Linked DNA regions of Rattus norvegicus: region 2 is linked to region 1. The links are chromatin contacts, called in public Hi-C maps. All regions are on one chromosome and are shown on one strand. Each heading gives the region's core, a stretch centred on a gene start, on an enhancer-like site or on the middle of the called end of the contact. The rest is flanking DNA. Distances are from core to core; before and after follow the strand shown.

What was found. Hi-C and Micro-C count contacts between places; a contact is called where the count stands out from the background.
Region 2: a contact with region 1 is called in a Hi-C map of liver, with 2.9 times the contacts expected there. The contact joins the enhancer-like site here to the promoter of Ankrd55 in region 1. A contact is called at or near these places in 5 of 12 Hi-C or Micro-C datasets (kidney, liver, mammary epithelial cells and 1 more).

The regions. Positions count from the first base shown.
Region 1 is chr2:45,645,354-45,651,534 of GRCr8, forward strand. It overlaps Ankrd55 (ankyrin repeat domain 55), which reads left to right and starts at 2,433. Exons shown (of 10, transcript NM_001270039.1): 1 at 2,433-3,432. The coding sequence starts at 3,339. It overlaps LOC103691456 (a long non-coding RNA gene), which reads right to left. Exons shown (of 6, transcript XR_010064083.1): 3 at 4,712-6,181.
Region 2 is chr2:45,722,995-45,729,175 of GRCr8, forward strand. No RefSeq gene overlaps it. Among named protein-coding and RNA genes, the nearest start is that of Ankrd55, 78 kb to the left of the region's middle. Within about 2 kb of position 2,922, at least 8 of the 93 cell types and tissues checked have an H3K27ac peak or open chromatin away from gene starts, as enhancers often do. A contact at or near this core is called in liver, where this site is marked.

The sequences.
Region 1 (6,181 bases), core at 1,183-3,682:
GTCCCTGCTAGAGTGTATTTGCTTTTTACAAATTCTAATCGGTTCACAGCCCTGAAATATATTGCCTCAGTCACAGTGATTCAAATTCTTAATAGCTTCGTTCCAGGTCACATACTCTGCCTTTGGGTCAAGATAAAATAGTCCACTAAAGCTGCTATTTGCCTGAAAGTGGAGCATGGATGGCCATCCCAGAGTAGACAAAATAAAGCTGGCATCAAGGTGAGGGGAGATTGAGCAACAGAAAGGACAGATTCAGCCATCTTTCAACAAGTCCCAGAAGTGTTTGATGGACTCAGATATGTTGCGCATTAAATGGGATATCCAAAGCCTTCTGGCAAAATACTTTTGAGATCCTAATTCTAGGAGGCAGTGCAGCTCCACATCGTGATCAAGGTGCTGTGTCTATCTTATCGTAGCATTCAGTCATGAAGGGTACATGGACATGTTATTATGCAGCATGCAGTCGATAAAACCCACAGTTGAATCTGGTGTGATGGCACACACTTGTGTCTTAGCACAGGGGGAAGAGAGGCAGGCAGAACACCCGCGAATTTGAGGCCAGTCTGATCCACATCGTGAGTTCCAGGCCATCAAGGGCTACACAGTGATGCCCTATCTCAAATCAAAAGGAAATAAATAGCTCCATTGTTCCCTTGTCACCGTTAGCAGCTTCCTGACAATCAGGCTTCTTCCAAGGGGCCACCACCAGGTCTTTGAATGTGCATGTAGAAGTAGAAGGTAGCTTCATCTTTTAAGTTGGGGCCCTAGTTCCCACACCCAGAGACACCGGGAATCATCTTAACAAAATGTCCTGACTTTGTTTTGGTAAAAATAAAAAAATGGATGGGCAGCTACTTGAACTCTTGAGTTCCCACTCCGCGTGGATCTGCGGGAGCCGCGCTCCGGCTATCTCTGCCAACTGCTTTCTCACATTGTCCCCTTGGCGGGGTTGTTACCAGGCCTGACACACACATCGAGTCCCATGGGCCATTCTATTGTGGCACCATGCCACGCTATCCTGGAGGAGTCTATTGCCAGCCTCTCCGGGCTGTCTCTCTGCCCGCTGGGGACTTTGCTCATGTCCCCTGTAAAATCAAAGTTCTAGAAACTTGTAATTTATCAATCAGATTTATCTGTTAAATTCTCAATCCACAATACATGCCCACAATAAATTCACTGCCAGTTAGTAAAGATAGAAACCGCCTACCTAGACAAGATAAAATGACCTAGTCCACGTGGATCATCCTGCTCTGTCGTCCCCATCTTGATTCTCCTGCTTCTCCTCCTCCTCCTCTCTCCCTCCTAGATTGCCCCCCCCCACCTAACCTTCCTTCTCATCCAGTGTTAGGCTTCACTTTATCCTGGACCTGCCTTGCTGCATAATGACACCGTCCTGCATGAGTTATGGGAAGATTTGTAACAAAATCTAAACAATATATGGCTTCTTTCATAGCCTTCAACAAGAGCCCCATTTTAAACATATACCTCAGACATGTAATACTGTCTAAATAAGCTAAAAGTTTTTGAGTGGGGCAGTATAAATAGCAGGTACTAAAAAATGCTTACTAAATGCCAGGCTGCTATTAAGCACACAGGATTAGTATTACCACAGTGTCACTCCACCCAAGGGAGACAGTTGTCAGTGTTGTCAAGATCTCCACATTACAAGTAAGGAAGCTAAGCCAGGTGAGGGTGCCTGGTCCAAACTTCCACATAGCCAGTTAGCACAAGCCTGGCTTGTACCTAAGGTATCTGACCCTTCACCTGTCGCACAAATGACAGGAGAGGCTGCTTCAAAATATGAAACACAAAACCAAATGTGGAGGAGTTAGAAAGCAGTGGCCCACTTTACAAAACGATGCTGTTGTAAGTAAGCGGTCCTTGCATTGGACTGGCTAGCTGGTTAAAAATCATTAATGGTTTCTCAGAAACACGGGGACAGAGAAACCAAAACAAAACTCTAGGATGCGTGCCAGCTAAAGTTCAAAGAACCAAAAGGCCAATGGCCCTATTGTCCACAGGAGAAGAAAAACACAACTTTAAAACCGTTGAGATATTCTTTCTCTGAACATCAGTTACACTCGGAGAAAACAAGCACGGGTGTCACTGATAGAGGGGCTCGGCATAGCCTGTCTCAAGGCATCTCCACAGGAGAGCTTGCTTCTCTGCGAATTCTGGGAGTCACCTGACTGCAGTCTGTGGTCATCCTTGGCAGTAACATTGTTGGATCAATTCTTCACAAAGGCAGAGTAAACAGTTGGCTCCCTCATTCAAAGCAGTTTGTTTTGTACAACCTAGGTTCTTCTAGAAATAGCATCTATACAAACCCAGGTGATTGAAAATGGCTTTAATGGAAGGGAAAATATGCAAAACGAGGCACAAGATGCAAATAGCAGTGCTACAGATGAACACCAACAAAAAGCTATTGCTCAACTTACAGTTGGACAGCAGTGGTGGGCAGGTTGTGAGGGGGCCACGTGAGAGCTAGTTCTGCATAGGGAAAGCTCCTGGTAGGAAGGAGGCAGCTACTGCTAGATGCTCAGCAAGGGAGGAGAGCCCCATCTTCTCCCTTCCCAGTCTCCAGGGCCTCCCATGTGAAGCAACAGGATAAGGGCATCTGGAGATAGATAGTGAGCTAAGATCAAGGTACGAACATCTTTGGAAGAGAGAGAGGAATGACCATAATGCTTCTCCCAAAGATGGACAAAGTGAGGTACTAAGAAGACCGGTAATATGTCCATGGATGTAGTTCAGTTGGTAGAGGGCTTACCTAGAGAGCACATGTTTTCAATTTCCAACAATTGCACAAAACCAGGCATAGCAGCCCACGTCTGCAAATGCCAACTCTCAGGGGTGGGTGTAAGAGAATCAGAAATCCAAGGTCAGCCTCAGCTACATAGAAAATTAAGGCCAACCTGGGCTACACAGGACCGTGGCTCTAAACAGAAACAAACAAAAGAGAAAACATAGTATGCTTCAGATCTTGAAGAATAGATTGAAATGAAGAAGATGGCCCTCTTCCCTTACTGGTCTCTCTGATTTTGGGAAACCTCAATGCCTAAAGAGTCATAACACGTCAATCCCAAGGCTCCTTGCCAACATGTGGTAGTGTGCGAATGACCTAGAGTGGCCCACTTTTCTTCAGAAGTGTCCCTTCAGAAGAGAGTATATGACTAAGCTGACCCCGCCTCTGCCTGGATTCACTGGAGAGGAAGGTTTAGTGACTCACTTGTGTGGGTGACAATCTGGTCTGTGGTATCCTTTGAGTGAACTCACTTTGCACACTAACAGAGTATCTGGTTTGTGTAGGTGACTCATCTGAAGAAGTCGACCTGACAATGGTGTATCAGGCAGCATCGAATGGAGATGTCAACTCTCTGACTGCCGTGATCCGGGAGGATCCGTCCATCCTAGAATGTTGTGACAGTGAAGGTAAGCTGTTTGTGCATTTTTTTTAAAAAACCTGGGATGAGATGCATTACTCTTTCAGAGATTGTCTTTTGAGATGAGCCATACTAATGAAATTCTTTTTGACTGACCACAGGATATTGCAGGCATCTTGCCTGTGGCTCTGTAGAATCCCTTGGCACCTCTCAGCATGACATTGGACACAGAACTTCATCATCTTTCACCTACTAGTCACCTATTATGTTTCACATATTATTATGGAGTGGGTTGTTTCCAGTATTTTTGTAGGAATGGCCAAGTAAGGATGTGTGTGTGTGTGTGTGTGTGTGTGTGTGTGTGTGTGTGTGTCACAATGCTCATGTGCGCGTGCACACACATCATCGTTGTCATGGTTGCATTTTCACCTCCATTCTTTCCAAATACAACTAAGAACTATGGATAGGATAACTAAAATAACTTTGGAAACCAAGAGAAGGGCCAAGTCCTGAGATCCAGGGAAGGGCATGGTGGTGAGTTCTCTGGATTGTCCTTTTGCCTTGTATATCCCAGGGTTGAGGCTGAAGGAGATGGCAACACAGAATGCCAACAGACATGGACAAAAGAAAAGCCACTGAAAACCTGCATTCTCTAGGCAAAATGCCAAGACCGATCACAGGAAAGCACTGATAGGAAGAGACTCTACACAACTGCATGGCTTCACAAGAGGGAACACTTCCACCGTTGGTCCAACACCTCCGCCATCTGTATGAGTTCTTGCTTCAGAAGCTTAGAGGAAGAAGAGTGAAATATCTCAAAACGCACAGAGGTGGGGAGAGGAAACAAGAAAAGATGAGATTGACAAAAGCAATAGTGAAAAAAAGAAACAAAGAAACCAGGAACAACTTCAAAGAAACAAGGAACAACTTGTAGTGACACTGACAAGAAAAACTGACTGAAGGAGATGCAGATTTCCACTCTTGGGAACAAGCCCAAGGACACCACTACAGATCCTACAGAAGTGCTGCAAACAACGTCACACATAAATTTGACAATTTAGATTAAATGAATTAATCGCTCAAAATAAAATAAACTAGGAGGAAGAGAGGAAGTTAGATTCTGTTAGTACCTACATGAAAATATCACAGTGGACACCAGGAATATATATAATTAATGGTTGTTAACAGCTCTATTATGAAACAAATTAAATATTACTATAACTATTTAGGAAATTAAATTCATAATTTAAAAATTCCTAAAGGAAACTCCCTTCAGCCCTAGATGGTATTATTGAGTTCTACTATTATTTATTTATTTACTTACTTACTTGCTTATTGTTTAGAATTATTTTATGTGTTCGAGTGTTGTCTGTACACCATGTGCCTTCTTGGTGGCCAATGTCAGAAAAGGGTATCAGATCTTCTGGAACTAGAGGTTCGGATGGTTGTGAGCCACCAATCTTGGTTCTGGAAACCAAACCTTTGGAAGAGCAACAAATGTTCTTAATCACTGAGCCATCTCTCTAACCTATTCACAAAAACTTTAAAGAATAATCAGCATTAATTTTATATGATTTCTTTCAAAAAGAGAAAAGAAGAAAATACTTCTTAGCTATATTTATGAACTAAACCTACGTTAATATCAATACTTGATAAAATTATAAACTCCCTAAAGAAGAATACTCATATCAGTTGGCACAGAAGCATTTCATAGAAGTCAATACTCATCCGTAATTTTCAATCTCAGAAAACAGAAATGGAAAGGAGCTTTCTCAACACGACAGAGAACAAAGCCAGGCACGGTGGTATGAGCCTATAGTCCCATCCACTTGGGAGGCTGAAGCACAAGAGTCATGAGTTCAAGTCTGTGCCATGTAATTTTCTTTTCTAAATTATCTACATTATAACTCAATTGTTAAAGATGGATGTTTTGACTCTGAGATCAGGAACAGACGAGGAATGCCCACTCTCAACACCTAACTTCAATGCACTATAAACCCAAAAGGCTAGAACAGAAGGCGAGAAAAGGAAATGCTCATATTCAAGAGAACAGCAGAAATATCTGCTTTTCACACAACTTAATTGCACTACAGTCCTAAGGTGTGAATTCAGAGATCGCAGGTACAAGATGAGGGCATAAACCGAATCCAGGTGGGTTACAGACAAAATGTACAGGCAAAATGTAACAGTCTGAAAGAAAATGTGGAAGCCTGACCCTGTGTATCGTCAGCTGGTCAGTATATACTTACTAAATACCTTAGCCCTCCCCACCAATGTACAATGTCACCTGAGTTATACAGCGAGCTCCATGCACGTCTGAGTGTTTCCCAAACTCTCCTTTCTAAACCGTTGAGCTATTTCTTATTTTAGTTGTCATAACTTTATAGTAAATATGGTCTGTTAATAAGGTAATTTTCTGTTCTTTGTTCTCTGAAGACATTTGTATAGAAAGCAGTCTCAAGATTGATTTAAACTAGTCAGAGAGAGCATGTAATTTTATTAAAATATTATGTAAAATTAATTTGTTTAATTTACTGAATATCTCAGATTTACAAATTGTTTCATTTTCTTATTTATTATGTCCTCCCCCTGCAATGGTTGTACCTATCTCTTCATTTTTTTTTAACTTTTAATATTTTTTTTCCCAAGACAAGGTTTCTCTGTGTAGCTCTGCCTATCTTGGAACTCACTCTGTTGACCAGCCTGGCCTTGAACTTAGGGATCTGCCTGCCTCTGTTTTCCTCCAGAGTGCATGCACCACCACAAGGCTTATAACTACTTGATAGGAAGGGAGATAG
Region 2 (6,181 bases), core at 1,672-4,171, 78 kb after region 1:
GTGAATGCCAACACTTGAGGTTGTCTCTTAACCTTCCTTGCACTCCATGAAATATGCACAGAGGCACTCACACACATGTACATGTACACATACTTCCACACATAAAGGTAGCACAGTTGTGTGGGGGTGTGTGTGTGTCACAGATCTAGGAGACAGAAACACATCTTCTCTGTACTTCATCAGGGCTTAAGGGTAGCAGGAAAGCAGTGACACGCATGGGTCATAAGCATCAGGCTCCTCCTGCATGGAGTCGAGAAGCCCTACAAGTGGACATGGAAGCTACTACTAGAACAAACACTGGCTGCCATTGTCGTTATTTTTAATTCCAATCTGGGGTTTCTACCCCACCTTTGACCATTTAGTTCCTGAATAAAAGACACAACCTTTATCTTTCCAGTAAGTATTATATAGCACAAGACCTGGGCAGACATTTACCCTCCATGCTATTAGAATCTACTTTCCTACCAATAACTCCAAGTTATTACTTACTATGTTTCATCTGGGCTGCTCTTACCTCCAGTTGGCCAGCCCTTGGGGCCATGTTTTCTTGATTCCTTACCCATGGTGGTTTCCTCCTCCATTCCTTTCCTCCCCAGGAGAATATTTCCTTTCCTCCCTATGAGAATATTTCTCCTCCAACTCCAAGCTTGGGAACCCCAAACCCTGTCTATGTTTCTTCTGGCCAGCGATTGGTTCTTGGCATCTTTATTTACCAATCAGAAATAACTTGGGGGCACATAACAGTCACTTGGGTCTACAAGTGGACTCTCTCATCTCTGGGGCAACCAAGTCTTAGGTTCTGCACTTAGCATTACAGTGCACAGCATCAGACTAAACCTCAATAGGCTGTATTTGGAAACACCATAGCTGCTAAACTAAAGAAGAGCCGAGTTGCAGAAAGTCTACGAGAGAACAAGAGTAAGTAGTTGGCATAGTCAACCAGCACTGTGTCTGACAGAGAGAAGGCCCTAGATTGAGCATCTGAGACACATGAGACCGCAAATCCGAAGACCAACCCTTCCCTTTCCCAGGGTGTTGAACAAGGTTTGGGAGAAAGCTAACAAATCGAAAAGACGCAGGCGCTCCCCTCTCCCTAACACCTCCGGCCACCGAGAGCATCTTGCCTTTCCAAAGACAGGTTTTGTAGCTCTCAGACCAGAGCACAGTCTGTGCGCTGTGCTGTGCACCACAGTTCATATTCAAGAGTAGAGGTGTGAATTCCCATGAAGTCCTTTCCGTTAGCGTAGTAAGACAAGGAAGGAAGTAAAAAATGTTTTTTAACATGAAGTTTGCTGGAGCTGACGCTTGAGCTTGCAAGAGTTAACTTTTAAATCCTATACTGAAGAATTTTTAAGAACTTGCTATTCATTGGTGGCTTGAAATTAGTCATAGTGGAAACATTCTCACTATGAAGTTTGTTTAGATTGTCCTAGATAAAAGCATCTCTTGGGAATCTTTCAGATTCATACGCACTCTAAATTAATTAAAAAAAAAATGGCCACAGAATCTTCCTTCTACCCTGGGTGCCCCGAAGCTCACTGATCTCAAACTCAAAAGATCCACCTGCCTCAACTTCCGCAGTGCTGGGATTAAAGGTATGTACCTATATGCTTGGCTTTTAAATACAAAATGGAAAGACCTTTCCCCTGATGGTAGACGGTTGATTTTGAAAGAAATAGTGATAACATGTTTAGGCTTTGCTGTGTTAAGTAAAAACATTTCATCAGATGCAATTTAACTCAGGGCTTAGTGGAAACCGTGCAATACTTGGATGTGTGAGTCAGCACTACACCCAGAAAGGGACTCCCCCGAAGGCTCATCCTGAGCCAAACACACCTTAATGAGTATTCCCCAGGGGACCCCTGTTTCTCTCTGTTACCCTGTGAGCCTGGTAACAGCTGTAACTCAGTTTGGTCAGTTTTTCTATTCAAGACAAGTGGCCTGGTCTTAATATAGACAGCACTTCCACGGCTCATGTCGGATAGCATTGCCACCCCCATACACAATTAGCATTCAGGAAGTGAATATATGTGCCCCTCCTCAACCCTTTTGTATCTAAGAAATAAGCAGCAAATCCAGTCAAGAACCCAAGATGGGAAGGAAATATATGTTGTGTTTTCCTTGCAGCCTGTTTTTGCAGAAAAAAAAGAGAATGCTACTGTTTGGGTACAAATTAAGTGTGTCCCTAGAACAGGGAAGGGAAGAAGGATACTCCCTTTAGAGGTAGAGCCTTTGTGACATGACTGGACTAGATAAAGTCGTCGGGTGGAAGTCCCTGTAGATGAGTGGTGGTGGCATTGTAACAAGAGGGGGAGATAGGCACACATGACACGCACATATACATACCCTCACACACATGCATACAGACATGGACCCACACTCCTTGTCTCCTACGGGCTGACCCAGGACTGCCAGTGAAAGGCCACCATGCGATGTACCTTGGACATGTAGTGCTGAGAACCAAAAGGAACTAACTGTTTCACATGCTCGCCCGGTCTGTGTTTGTGCTATTGGTGACAGAGAATGACTTAGTTCAGAGGAGCAAAGGTCATATTCTGTTCTGTGTCCACACAAGTGGATATAGACAGGTTTGGATTACTGGTTAGAAAGTGGTAGAACCAGTCCCTACTGCATGGGGCCAACACTCAGACATCACCCAGTCGGCAGAAAGGCTGCAGAGATCCTAACTCCAAGACCTAGAAAGCCTGTTTCTTGAGACGGTCTCTCACTCCTAGGCTAGCACTGAACTTGTTTTCCTCAATCTACCAAATGCAGGGGTTGCACTGAGTATGACCACCCTCAGCAGGGTCCTGAATTTATCTCCTTTTTAAAAATCACCCGTTCTCTGGACTCCACTGCACCCGTTCTGCTAAAAACACAGATGATTTTGATGCATGTGTACATTTACTCCTTCAACAAATGTTTACTGACTGTTTGGCTCTGCAGGACACAGAAAAAGAGTACACAGACTAGGGATAGAACCAGCTGATAAGAGTAATGACGAACTTTCTTAAATTTACTAGAGAAAACGTTCACTAAATTATTAATACTTCTCTGGATTTCATTTTGTGATTTGAGACCAATAAAATTACTTTTTAATAAAACCAAATATTAAGCCTCGAAATTGCTTCCCTGCTTTTAGACTCGAGGTCAAGCCACAGGATCCTTTCATAAGACTATAGCTGGGTATGCTGGCATACATCTGTAATGCCAGCACTCGCGAGACCAAGACGAAAGGCTCAGGGGTTCATGGTAATCCTTGGCCACCTAGAGAAACAGAGGCCAGTCTGTGTCACATGGGACCCTGTCCCAGAAAACAAAATAAAGACCATAATTTAGGTTTGATGGCACATGCGGGTAATTCCAGATCTCTGGAAGCTAAAATGGGAGAACCAAGAGTTTGAGGCTAGTCTGTCCAGCTAGTGTGTCATAGCAAGCTCTGATCTATCAGTCTGACCTACATATCAAGATGCTAGCCTAGTAAGTCACCATCAGGGAGACTTCATCCAGCAACGGATGGAAACAGATACAGAGACCCACAACCAAACATTAGGTGGAGCTCAGTGAATTCCATGAAAGAAGGGGAGGAAGGATTGCAGGAGCCAAAGGGGTCAAGGATACCAGAAAAAAACTCGCAGAATCAACAAACGTGGGCTCATCAGAGACGGAACTGACAATCAGGGAGCCTGCTTCTATGTTATATGTTATGTTTTATGTGTTTTGTGTTATGTGCTATGTGTTATAGGTTATAGGTTATAGTTATAGGTTATGGTAGTGTAACCTGATGTTCTTTTGGAACTAGTAACAGTGGGAGCAGGGGATGTCTCTGACTCTCTTGCCTGCTTTTGAGGCCCCTTTCTTCCTACTGGGTTGCCTCATCCAACCTTAATATGAGGGGAAGTACACAGTCTTACTTGATATGCCATGTTTTGTTGATGTCCGTGGGAGGCCTTCCCTTTTCTGAAGGGAAGCTGAGGAGGAGTGGGAGTGGATGAGAGTGGGGGTGGGGCGTCAAGGGTCGAGACGTAATATATGAGAGAAGAGCTAACTATTTTGAAAAAAAGAGCCTGTGGGTATAAGTAAGTCTCAATGCAAACTGAATCGACAGTCCAAGTTGCTGACGCTGTGCCTCTTCGGGATCCTGAAGTTCAGAGATGGCGTCTTTCCAGCTGCTGTTACCTGGTCAGAATGTGAGCAAACCCAGTAAGTTCTTATAAGTGTCTGTCCCCTTAGTGTCAGAGACCAAAGCTTGCCTAGTCTCAGAGTCATTTCTTTTTTCAACATGACCCCTTGGGTCAATGCACCATCAGGTCTCTGTGTTCGGGTCTACGGGAAAGGAGACCCAAGCCTTGAGACCATAGAGTATGTGAGAACGTAAGAGGATCTGAGGACCTGTCTCTTCACCAGCCACACCCATCTGGTTGAGGCCCTTTATTCTCAGTTCTTGTGGATTAGCTTCTCAGGTGAAAACCATCACGATGCACAGATTTAGCAGTACTTAGCCCAGGAGAAAGACCCCCAGGTTCCTCACGCTGATGGATTGTGAGTTACTTTCTTTCTCTTCCCTCAAACTTTTTTTTTGAGACAAGGTCTCTCTCTCTCTGCAGCCCTGGCATGTTCTGGAAGTTGGCTATGTAGACCAGGCAGGCCTGGAAGTCACAGAGAACCGTCTGCCTCTGCCTCCTGAGTGCTGGGATTAAAGAAGTGTACCACCCTCACCCTGTTCTCACTCAAACCGTTTAAAACTGCTTTTAAGAAGCAAAACAGCATGGTTTTGAGTTCCTGTTTTTCCTAACCACTTTTTTTTTTAAATCCTGGGGTTATCTCATGAACTCTGGACAGAGAAGCCTAGAAGATCTGTCACCTTTGTTCCCTGGGAAGGAAGAGTCAGGAGTGGCCACCTCACAGCCAAATGTATGCACGAACAGTCACAGAGCACAGGGGGTAGAGACAGTGTCTCCTACTGTGATTTCAACATACAGCTGGTTCTCATGACACAAACTCAGAACAACGAGTTCTAGAAGCTTCTCAGGTGTGTCTCATCGTCAGTGTTTGACATTTGAAACTACAGAACACTTAAAATTAAAAATTAACTTTCCTTTCTGTGACTCTAAAATTTCACCCACTTGAATATGTGAGGAAGAGCCTATCTCCCATTAAGGATAATCTGGGGAATGTGTCCTCTTGACATTTAAAGAGACAAACAATATGAGGGGAGAGGTACATACATCTGGCAGTCCTTCCACCGTTGCTAGGCGTCCTCTGAGGTGAATACTCAGCAATGACGACTGTAAGGCTTAAATACCATCCAAAGGAGGGTGCTGTACAGAGCAGGAAACTCTTCAGGCTTCCATAAATTCAATCCCTTATTCTCATCAGCCAGTTCCCATCTCTTACTTTAATCCCTTTTCCATACATACAGATTGATAGCACACAGTTTTAAATACCCATGTGCACACTGCTCAGGTGGCAAATCGACTGTAATAAATAAATGCAGAAGACCTGCTCTCTGAAAGCTGCCCGCCCAAACCCTCCAGGTGCCGTTTGAACAGACAAGGTAATTGTAAAAGCTTTTACCTATGTCAGCGCAAGGGAGGGTGGCCCTCTCAGCCCGGGAACAGGACATTCCCAGACACCAGAACACAACACAAAGGAGATTTAATACCCAGAAGGGGTAAGGCTGGAGGGGGTGGGGGGGGCTGTTACAAAGGACAAGAAGCAAGCAAGCAGGGAGCAAGTGCCTTTTGCAGAAATGAGTTTTTAGGGAGAAAAGGTGGGTTGGTGGTGCGTTGGTTAATCCTGATTGGACATACTAGCCAAATAATGTATTTTGATTGTTGGACCTTGGCGTTTTGTCTCAGGAATGAGTCAGTGGCCAAATAAGGGAATGGACCTTTGGGGCTCACTTTAGGAATGCCTCTGACAGTTTTTCGGAAAGGCTAGGGAGGCAGGTAAAAGGCAAAACCAGTCAGAGCCATGTTTGCTATGTTCAGGCCTGCAAGAGCCCTTCACTCAGGTTCTGTCTGACAGTTATAAAATCTGTTGACTAGTTTGTCCTGTCTGGATGCCAGAGACTCCATAAAACCCGATTCCCACGAGAGTTTGCTGCGGCTAATGGCGCTGACTCCCTTGGGTTGTGCGTTCTCTGAGCTTGATACAATGTATCGGAAAAATGGAAACA